Regions from separate parts of the Mus musculus genome. Here region 1 is linked to region 2. A link is a contact called in public HiChIP or PLAC-seq data. All regions are on one chromosome and are shown on one strand. Each heading gives the region's core, a stretch centred on a gene start, on an enhancer-like site or on the middle of the called end of the contact. The rest is flanking DNA. Distances are from core to core; before and after follow the strand shown.

The links. HiChIP or PLAC-seq counts read pairs in DNA pulled down with a chosen protein or histone mark.
Region 1: a contact with region 2 is called in an RNA polymerase II HiChIP or PLAC-seq map of embryonic stem cells, with 14 read pairs. The contact joins two enhancer-like sites. A contact is called at or near these places in 8 of 39 promoter capture datasets (HPC-7-derived erythroid cells, embryonic stem cells, hippocampal neurons and 3 more), 2 of 484 Hi-C or Micro-C datasets (centroblasts and embryonic stem cells), 4 of 115 datasets of contacts at active chromatin or transcription factors (the SCID.adh cell line and embryonic stem cells) and 3 of 9 other capture datasets (adipose tissue, liver and pancreatic islet).

Annotation. Positions count from the first base shown.
Region 1 is chr11:100,625,093-100,629,320 of GRCm38.p6, reverse strand. It overlaps Nkiras2 (NFKB inhibitor interacting Ras-like protein 2), which reads right to left. Exons shown (of 4, transcript NM_028024.2): 3 at 4,137-4,228; 4 at 1,719-3,327. The coding sequence ends at 3,088. Zfp385c (zinc finger protein 385C) reads left to right here. Exons shown (of 9, transcript NM_001373887.1): 9 at 253-1,778. The coding sequence ends at 489. Among named protein-coding and RNA genes, the nearest start is that of Nkiras2, 4.3 kb to the right of the region's middle. Within about 2 kb of position 2,225, at least 183 of the 459 cell types and tissues checked have an H3K27ac peak or open chromatin away from gene starts, as enhancers often do. A contact at or near this core is called in embryonic stem cells and trophoblast stem cells, where this site is marked.
Region 2 is chr11:100,499,481-100,503,484 of GRCm38.p6, reverse strand. The region is part of intron 13 of Acly (ATP citrate lyase); the gene reads left to right. Among named protein-coding and RNA genes, the nearest start is that of Mir7116, 23 kb to the right of the region's middle. Within about 2 kb of position 1,839, at least 33 of the 459 cell types and tissues checked have an H3K27ac peak or open chromatin away from gene starts, as enhancers often do. A contact at or near this core is called in embryonic stem cells and trophoblast stem cells, where this site is marked.

The DNA of each region.
Region 1 (4,228 bases), core at 976-3,475, 130 kb before region 2:
TGCTTATCCTAGAGACCATCTCTTCCTACCCCTCACAGTGCGGCCCGTCCCGAGGCTGTCCATCTGCTGGGCAGGAAGACAGCTGGCACAGCAAGGCCCCCTGGCATGACTGTTTGGGGGCGGGAGGGAGGAGGTTAGACTTAGAACTCTAAAAGGCACGTCCCCGAGGCAAAAAGGCTCCTGGATGTGTCCCAGGGAGGGGGCGGGCTTCTCTGGTATCAGAGACCCTCTCCATTTCTGTTTTTATTGTAGTCTAAATTGGCCTTGCAGAAGCAACTCACCAAGACGCTGGCAGCCCGCTTCCTGCCTGGTCCGCTGCCCACCACAGCTGCTGCCATCTGTGCCCTGCCAGGGCCCCTGACCCTCCGGCCTGCTGCAACAGCAGCTGCTACCCTCTTCCCAGCTCCTGTCCTGGGCCCAGCTCTGTTTCGTTCTCCAGCAGGAGCTGTCCGCCCTGCTGCAGGACCCATCCTTTTTGCTCCCTATTAGTGGACTCAGAATGGCCACATCCTATCTCTTCCAGTCAGACACTTGTCTCCACATCCCACAGAGACTGCCTTTTGCAGTTTCCGGGTTCCCACCCAACCTGGGTAGCTGCCCTTCACTCAGACTGGGGTTCTCCAGTCCCCTGGCTCTGAGGACCACCACTACCCTCCTTTCCTGGGCCAGCCCTAGGCTGCCCTGCATCTATGATTTAACAAATCCCAAAGATCTATGCAAAAACCACAGCCCCAGTCTCATGGTGCTCTCATACCCAGACCCCAACTAGAGACGTACACAGAGCTGACAGCATTTTAGCTCCCAAGGGCCAGCCTCTCCTGCCATGTTCTAGAGCGGTCTGGACAATCACTAGAGACAGGGATCTCAAACTGAAGTGGGCTGGAACCTATCAGGCATATTTACCATGGGGTAGCCAGGTATGGTGGTGCATTCCTGCAATCCTAGGGCCTGGATTACGAGTTCAAAGTCAGTTTGAGCCATATAGCTAGACACTGTCTCAAACACCAAAACAACCACAAGTAGACTACAGGGTATGTATGGCAAAGGGCCATAGAGATAAGAGGCCCCAAAGTTCTTAAAAAATGTACTGTGAAAGTGAGGCAGAGTTGAGATGACGCGCCATCTGCTCGTGGGGGTGGGGCTTGAAGGGAAAAGTGGTGTTCAGGCTGGGCCTGACTGTGTCATCCTGGCTGGTCTGGGACTGTATGCTCAGGCTGGCAAACTCAAAAAATCTACCTGCCTCTGCCTCTTAAGTAACGGAACTAAAGGCACACACCACCCTGCCTGGTCTGGCTTTGACACAATAGCCCTGGCTGTCCTGGAACTCACTTTGTAGACCAGGCTGGCCTCGAACTCAGAAATCTGCCTGCCTCTGCCTCCCGAGTGCTGGGACTAAAGGCGTGCACCACCACACCCGGCACTACAGCTCTTCTTATCTTAGCCTTTCAGTGGTTTCTCTTGAACCCCAACTCTAAAGGGGCTCTGGGTCTCCCTCAGCCTAGGGACTCTCCATTCCACACTGGGTCTGGCCATCCCAAGTGTGGCGTTTCGGGCTGGTACATGGTCCAGTAAACCCTCAAGATCAACTTTCATGTCACCAAAGCCAGTGCCATTCCCCCATTCGACATGGGATTTCACCAGGATCCACCTATATCCCCCTTTTTTTGAAAGATATTTCCAATGGGACAAGAAAAGGGGTAGGGGACGGGAAACTTTTTGATAATAGCAGTTGTGGTTTTATTGTGTCCAACACATCAATAAATGAACTTCAAGCCTGAGCCTGTAGGTGCCCAGACTCTCCTTGCCCAGGCCTGGGCACCAGCCCCCCCTCGCCTGTTCTAGGAGGAGGAGAGGGTATTGGAGGTGGCCTGGCCATAGTGTTTAACCCGTGTGAGGTGTGCACATCAGAAGCACGGAGTGGGCACCGCAGGTTGTGGGTGATAAGCTCACTTGATAGCACAAGCCTCTGATGGAAGGCTTGTCAGCTCCTGGGAAGCTGCTACTGGGCTGCCTGGTTCTCTTCAGGCATCTGAGGTAAGAAAGAAGGGCTGGGGGCGCGGCTTATCCCACCTTCACCAGAGCAGCAGGTGCATAAATACAGAGAGAGTATAAATATAAAGTCCAGCTACTAGCCAAAACCAACCAGGAGGGATGGACACTACCCTGTTGGGCAGGTTAATAGACAGCCGCTCGCTCGCAGCACTGAGCAGAGTGCACCCCTGCCCCCTGGTGGTTAAGAGAGGCCGTCCAGCCTCCAGGGCCGGTAGGTGTAGCACCTTAAAGAGGGTGGAGCAGGGGCAGAAGACACACAGGAGGCCCAAGCCACCAGCTTTAGAAAAGTCACAGCGCTACCCGTGGCTCTAGGTGACATCCAAGCTTCTGTCAACTCACATACGAGAAGACTGACGCTCAGGGGAGAAGAGTCTTGCTAAGTCTCAGGGCATGTGACAGCCCAGTCATCACTCCACTCTACCTCAGCCAATAAGACCTCTGCTCCTGGAACAGGAAGAGGAAGTGAAACAACTGGGAGATGGGTAGAGGTCAAACAGGAAATGCCACTCCCAGGAGCCTGACTTTACCAGGCCTTGAACAGGCCAGAGGAAAGGTCAGGGTGGAGGATGAGGAACCAACCCTAAGCCAGCTCGCACAAATGTATGCTTACAGTACCTAGTCTTTTGTTTTAAGGCTGGTACTGTGTGTATGTTAGTGGCAGGAAATTCAGAGTTGGGATCCCTGATAGGAGGCAGATCCTGGACTGGGCGCGTTGGCATGACGGCCCTGCTTCCTGCACCAGGCAGATGGAAGGGACACTAACCCATAAGTGTCTAGGTGACAGTGGAGAAAATATGGTCAGCTGGGGGAGGGGTGGGAACTATTATGGAAGGTCAAGGGAGGGCCAACAATCAAGTTCACTTGCACTTCTTGGAGTTAAGAGAGGACAAAGGTGGCACTGGCCTGGGCCAGCCCAGCTTCCTGTCCTAGAGGGTCACTCCCCTACCGACTGGGAAGAACAGCTTGCTTATGCACCCTGTGCTCGCCACCCATCCCGGAATGGGCTTGGAATGGTGAAGCAAGAAGGGCAGCTATTCAGCCATCCAAGGAGCCGCTGCCCTTGTTCTTGCGGCTGAGGGGGAAGGCAGACTTGCTCTGCGGCTGGGTCATCTTGCTGGCCAGGTAGATGAAAGGCTCTAGGAGGGAGCGTCGGTCAGCCACCGACACCTCCCATAGCTTCACCTTCTCGGACTTGGCCCAGTGCTGGGCCACGTCAGGGTCTACGCGACGCTGCTCCTGCAGGTCACACTTGTTGCCAAGGACCACGATGGTGACCTGGAGAGGACAGATGAGAACAGGGACTGTCGGCATGCAGTGGCTCAGGACCAGGTGTAGCCATCAGCTGTTTCTGGCCAACAGCTGGGGAGGATGCAGTTCCCAGAGGACTTCTGGAGGACTAGCAAGAACACAGAGCCCCAGAGAAGGAAAACTAGACCGCGCTTCATGTGCTAGGAGGGAACCTAGTAAACCAAGAAGAAGACTCAGCGATTGAGCTCTCCTATCATGTGGCCCACTACCTCTTGTGTGGGTTGAAGACCCTCTCCAATGATCTTCCCGGCCTTCTAGCTCCTAAACTACCTCTTGGCAAATGCGCACAACTGGGAATCATGCCAGCACCCTGTCTCAGTCAGGGTTTCTATTCCTGCACAAAACATCATGACCAAGAAGCAAGTTGGGGAGGAAAGGGTTGATTCAGCTTGCATTTTCCACATTGCTGTTCATCATCAAAGGAAGTCAGGACTGAAACTCAAGCAGGGCAGGAAGCAGGAGCTGATGCAGAGGCCATGGAGGGATGTTCTTTACTGGCTTGCTTCTCAGCTTGCTTTCTTATAGAACCCAAGACTACTAGCCCAGGGATGGCACCACCCACAAGGGGCCCTCCACTCTTGATCACTAATTGAGAAAATGCCCCACAGCAGGATCTTATGGAGGCATTTCCTCACCTTAAGTGCCTTTCTCTGTGCTAACTCCAGCTGTGTCAAGTTGACACACAAAACCAGCCAGTATACACCCGAAAGCATACCGAGGACCCACGCTCATGCTCTCCTACCACTGGGCTCCCAGCAGAAGTCTAGGACATGTACCTCCTTCTTGTCCTTGGACTTGTCGATCTCCTTCTTGAGCAGCTCGACGCGCTGGAACGACTCTCGGCTGTCTGTGCTGTAGACCAGGACGT
Region 2 (4,004 bases), core at 590-3,089:
CAGCTAGCCTGAAGGCCATAGTGGAAGTGTCACCCAGAGGGGACTTGAATGTTGACTGCACTTCCCTAGTGTCCCTCTCCTTGCCCTCTCCCCATACCCTGGTTCTTTGTCACGCCTGCTTCTGTTCTGCCCACTGGTGCTTTGCCTCTTTCGTTGGCTTTACTCCTGCTGTCTGCCATGACACAGTGACAGCACCGGAAGGCTTCTCTGTGGAACTGTCCCCTGTTTCTCCCCTCTCCCACCAAAGCCTCCCACCAGCAGTTCACTCAGACGCCTTGGTCATTTTCTTTAACAGATTCAGTCCCAAGTCCAAGATCCCTGCAAGGTAGGATGCCCCCACTGTGCCCCAACTCTGCGTGTGGCTTTGTTAGCGGGTCCCAGTTTCTCTGTGCTTCCTTTCTTCCCTGGTGGGTTGCAGTGCCGTGTAGTACATTTCCTGTCTCCACCTTGGTGTGCCCCCCCCCTCCCTGAGTCCTAGTCTTTGCTCTCTGTCCCTTCCCTCTCCTGCTTAGAATTTACCTGCCCCAGCACAGCAGTCTCTTCCCTGTGTGGCTGTCTCTGGCTCCTTTCCTTGGCGGGAGGTGGAGACAGAAGGAGCGAGAGCCAGCCCACAGCTCTGGGACTCAGGGGTGTCAGCAGGGATGGTCCTGGGGAAGAGGGTGCCATCAGCTGAAAGGGGAGCGGCAGAGAGCAGTTGATACCTCTGATCTGACTGCTGGCTGCTGTAGGGAAGGGACCGCACCTCCACCCTGACTCTCATCTGCATCTCCTCATCGCTTTGCTTCCGTGCCGCGACTTCAGCAACTTGAGTACCGCCAGCCGTGTGCGCCCCACCGCTCCTGACTCCAGAGCAGTGTAGGGTTCTCCCAGGTTTGATAGAAGAGCAGAGAAAGGTGGGAAGAGAGAAAGTAGGAAGGTCAGCTAGTATCTGTCTTTTTCAGGACCTGAAGGGGTGTGGTCTTTGGTGTCAGAGGTCACAGTTGACAGTGGACATTTCCAGTGCAGGTACACACACATCTCACACACACATTTGCCCATTGACCAAGCAGGTAGATCAGGTAGATTACTCAGTTACCTGTATCAGGACTTTCTTATGACTTGATTTTTTTCCAATACTGGGAACCAAACTCAGAGCCTCCTTGCATGCTGAGCAAACCACTATCCCACTGAGCTCTGCCTAGTGTATCTGACATTCACAGTTGTAAGGGCAAGAGAGTCTTCATCGATGACTGATCCCTAGAGAAGGTAGAAATATCTAAACAAAGACAGTGGCCCCCTCTGACTATCAGTTTTTGTTTCTAAGGCTTACTTTTTTTTTAATTATTTATTTTATGTATATGAATACACTGTGAACCTTCATGTGGTTGTTGGAAATTGAATATTAGGACCTCTGCTTGCTCTGGTCCACCCTGCTCACTCCAGTCAGTCCTGCTTGCTCTAGTAACTCCTCTGACTCCAGCCTAAAGACTTATTTATTATTATACATAAGTACACTGTAGCTGACTTCAGATGCATCAGAAGTTGCGTCAGGTCTCGCTACAGATGGTTGTGGGCCACCGTGTGGTTGCTGGGATTTGAACTCAGGACCTTCGGAAGAGCAGTCAGTGCTCTTACCCACTAAGCCATCTCGCCAGCCCCTAAGGCTTACTTTTAAGTATGTGGACTTGAGTGTATCTTAGCTGGGGTGGGGTGAGGAGTGATGGATGTGAGCGCAGGTGCCTTGGGAGAGCAGAAGAGGGTGTTGGATCCCTTGGTGCTGGAGCTCCAGGCAGTTGTATCTTTAGTAAGTAAGCCACCTGACATGGCTGCTAGGAAGGGAAGCCAGGTCCCCTGCAGGAGCACAACCAGCTCTTATCCCTGAGCCATCTCTCCAGCCCCTCTGCTAGCTCTTAATCCTTTCATTGTCTGCCTCCAGCGCGATCACGGTTTCCTGGAAGGCGAGGCCTTTGTGCTGATAGAGCAGCAACAGACAGACTCAGTCTCCAGGGAGCCCTCCTCCCCTAGGGGAAGCGGGCGGAGGCAGGCACCTTCATTTGGTCCTTAAGCTAGAGAAGAGAGAGGACAGGAAGGAGACCAGGTCATGGAGAGTGCCCTCCACTCTTAGTAGGGCCATTAAGGTTGGAGGGAGGGGAGGGGCTTCCTGCTACTGATGCCAGTGGCCCTCTTGGCTTTGCTTTCTCTCTGCTTAAGGAGGTAAGCACTTGAACTCTGACTTTAAAGCAGGAGGTGTGGGTGGGCATCGTCCTTATCTCTGAAGATGGGTTTCTATGTAGCATGGCACTTGGACTCAGTGGGGGCTCCCCTGGGAATGTCAGAGCCTCACTACTTTATGGCCTCCTTTATCACACGACTGTGTTTTTGTCAAGTCTGTAATCCTGGCTCTCCAAGGTGACCCAGGACCACCATCTATGTGGATATCTGTTTCAATTTCCTGGGCTAGAAAGGATGAGACTGGATTATGTGGCAGCTCTTACTCTAAGGTTCCACGTCTTATAGGAACCCCGGGATGACAGTAAATCTAGGTGTTCACGAATCAAGAGCCTTCTGACTCTTGCAGTAAGAGGCTTACTGCTGGCCTGCAGGAGGATTTATTCAGACCTTGATCTTGGCTAGCCAAGCGTGCCGTAGTACAGTAGGTTAATATCAGAGGCCTCTGGGTGAGATGCATTGCTCTCCCTAGGGGAGCACAGAATGTCCCCCAATGGCTGGTTTCCTTCCCTAGGTCATTCGGGGAGTTGAAAGGGGAAGACAATCGAGGGACCTTTCCCTTCTGGCTAGTGGCTGCATTCCTGTAGCCTCTTTGTACCATCATAGCCTTTTCCCTGTTATTCAATGAGGGTTTTGCACTCTGTAGACCACTGCCTACTTCTGTCTCCCCGGTTCTGGGATTAAAAATGTGAACCACCATGCCCAGCCTGCTCGGTTCATTAAAGTCTTCCCTGCTATTAGAAAGCCTGTCTCAAGAGGATTGTTCTGAGCAGCCAAGAGACACTTGGGAGATAAGGAGGGTGGGAGAATGGGTCTAGGGATTCGGGTGAGGGCCCTGTGGCCCTGTGCTGGCTTGTGTTGAGATAAGGCTGGGCTAGCCTCAGCCCTGGCTGCCTCAAGCCTCTGTACAGGACCCCTACTGACCTAGAATTTGTGTGTATTTAAATGCTGATTGTTGCTGGGTTTCTCTCTAGTTTACAGGCTGATTAATACTGTTGGGACTATAAAGTCCTCAGCAAAACAGGAAGGGGTAAACTTTTTTTCTTGTGCCTCTAAAAATAATTTATTAAGGGTGGAGGTGGTGGCATGAGCCTTTAATCCCAGCATTTGGGAAGCAGAGGCAGATCTCTGAGTTCAAGGCCAGCTTAGTCTACAAGAGTGAATTCCAGGTCAGAGCTGCACAAGAAAATCCTGTTTTAAAAAAACATTAATAATAATTAATAATTTTTAAAAATTGAGCCAGGCATGGTGACTCATACCTCCAATTCCAGCAGGCAAAAAGCTGAGACTGAGAGATTGTCACAGATTAAGGTATAGTGAGTTCCAGGCAGTCTGGGTTACATAAAAACTGAAAGTAAAGGGAGAAGAGCTGGTGGTGTGTTATGAGCCTGCAGTACCAACAGTTAGGAAGGAGAGGCAAGATCAGGAGTCTAAGGTTGTCCTTAGCTACATGGTGAGTTCAAGGCCAGCCCCAGTTACATGAAATCCTGCTTAAAAACCAGCAGCTGGGGCTCGAAGTAAGGCTCAGAGGTTAACGGCACTTACAGATCTTGCAGAGGACTTGGTTAGTTCCCAGCACTGATGTGGCAGATGGCTCACATCTGCTCATAACTAGTTCTGGAGGATCCGATTCCATTTTCTGGTCTCCACAGGCATTGCACAAGGAGTACACAATAAACATACATGTAGCCAGAACACTTATACACGCATTAAAAATAAATAAAAATTAAAAAATTGTTGCGTGTGGTGACGTATGCCTTTTTTCCCAGCACTTGGGCGGCAGAGGCAGGCACATC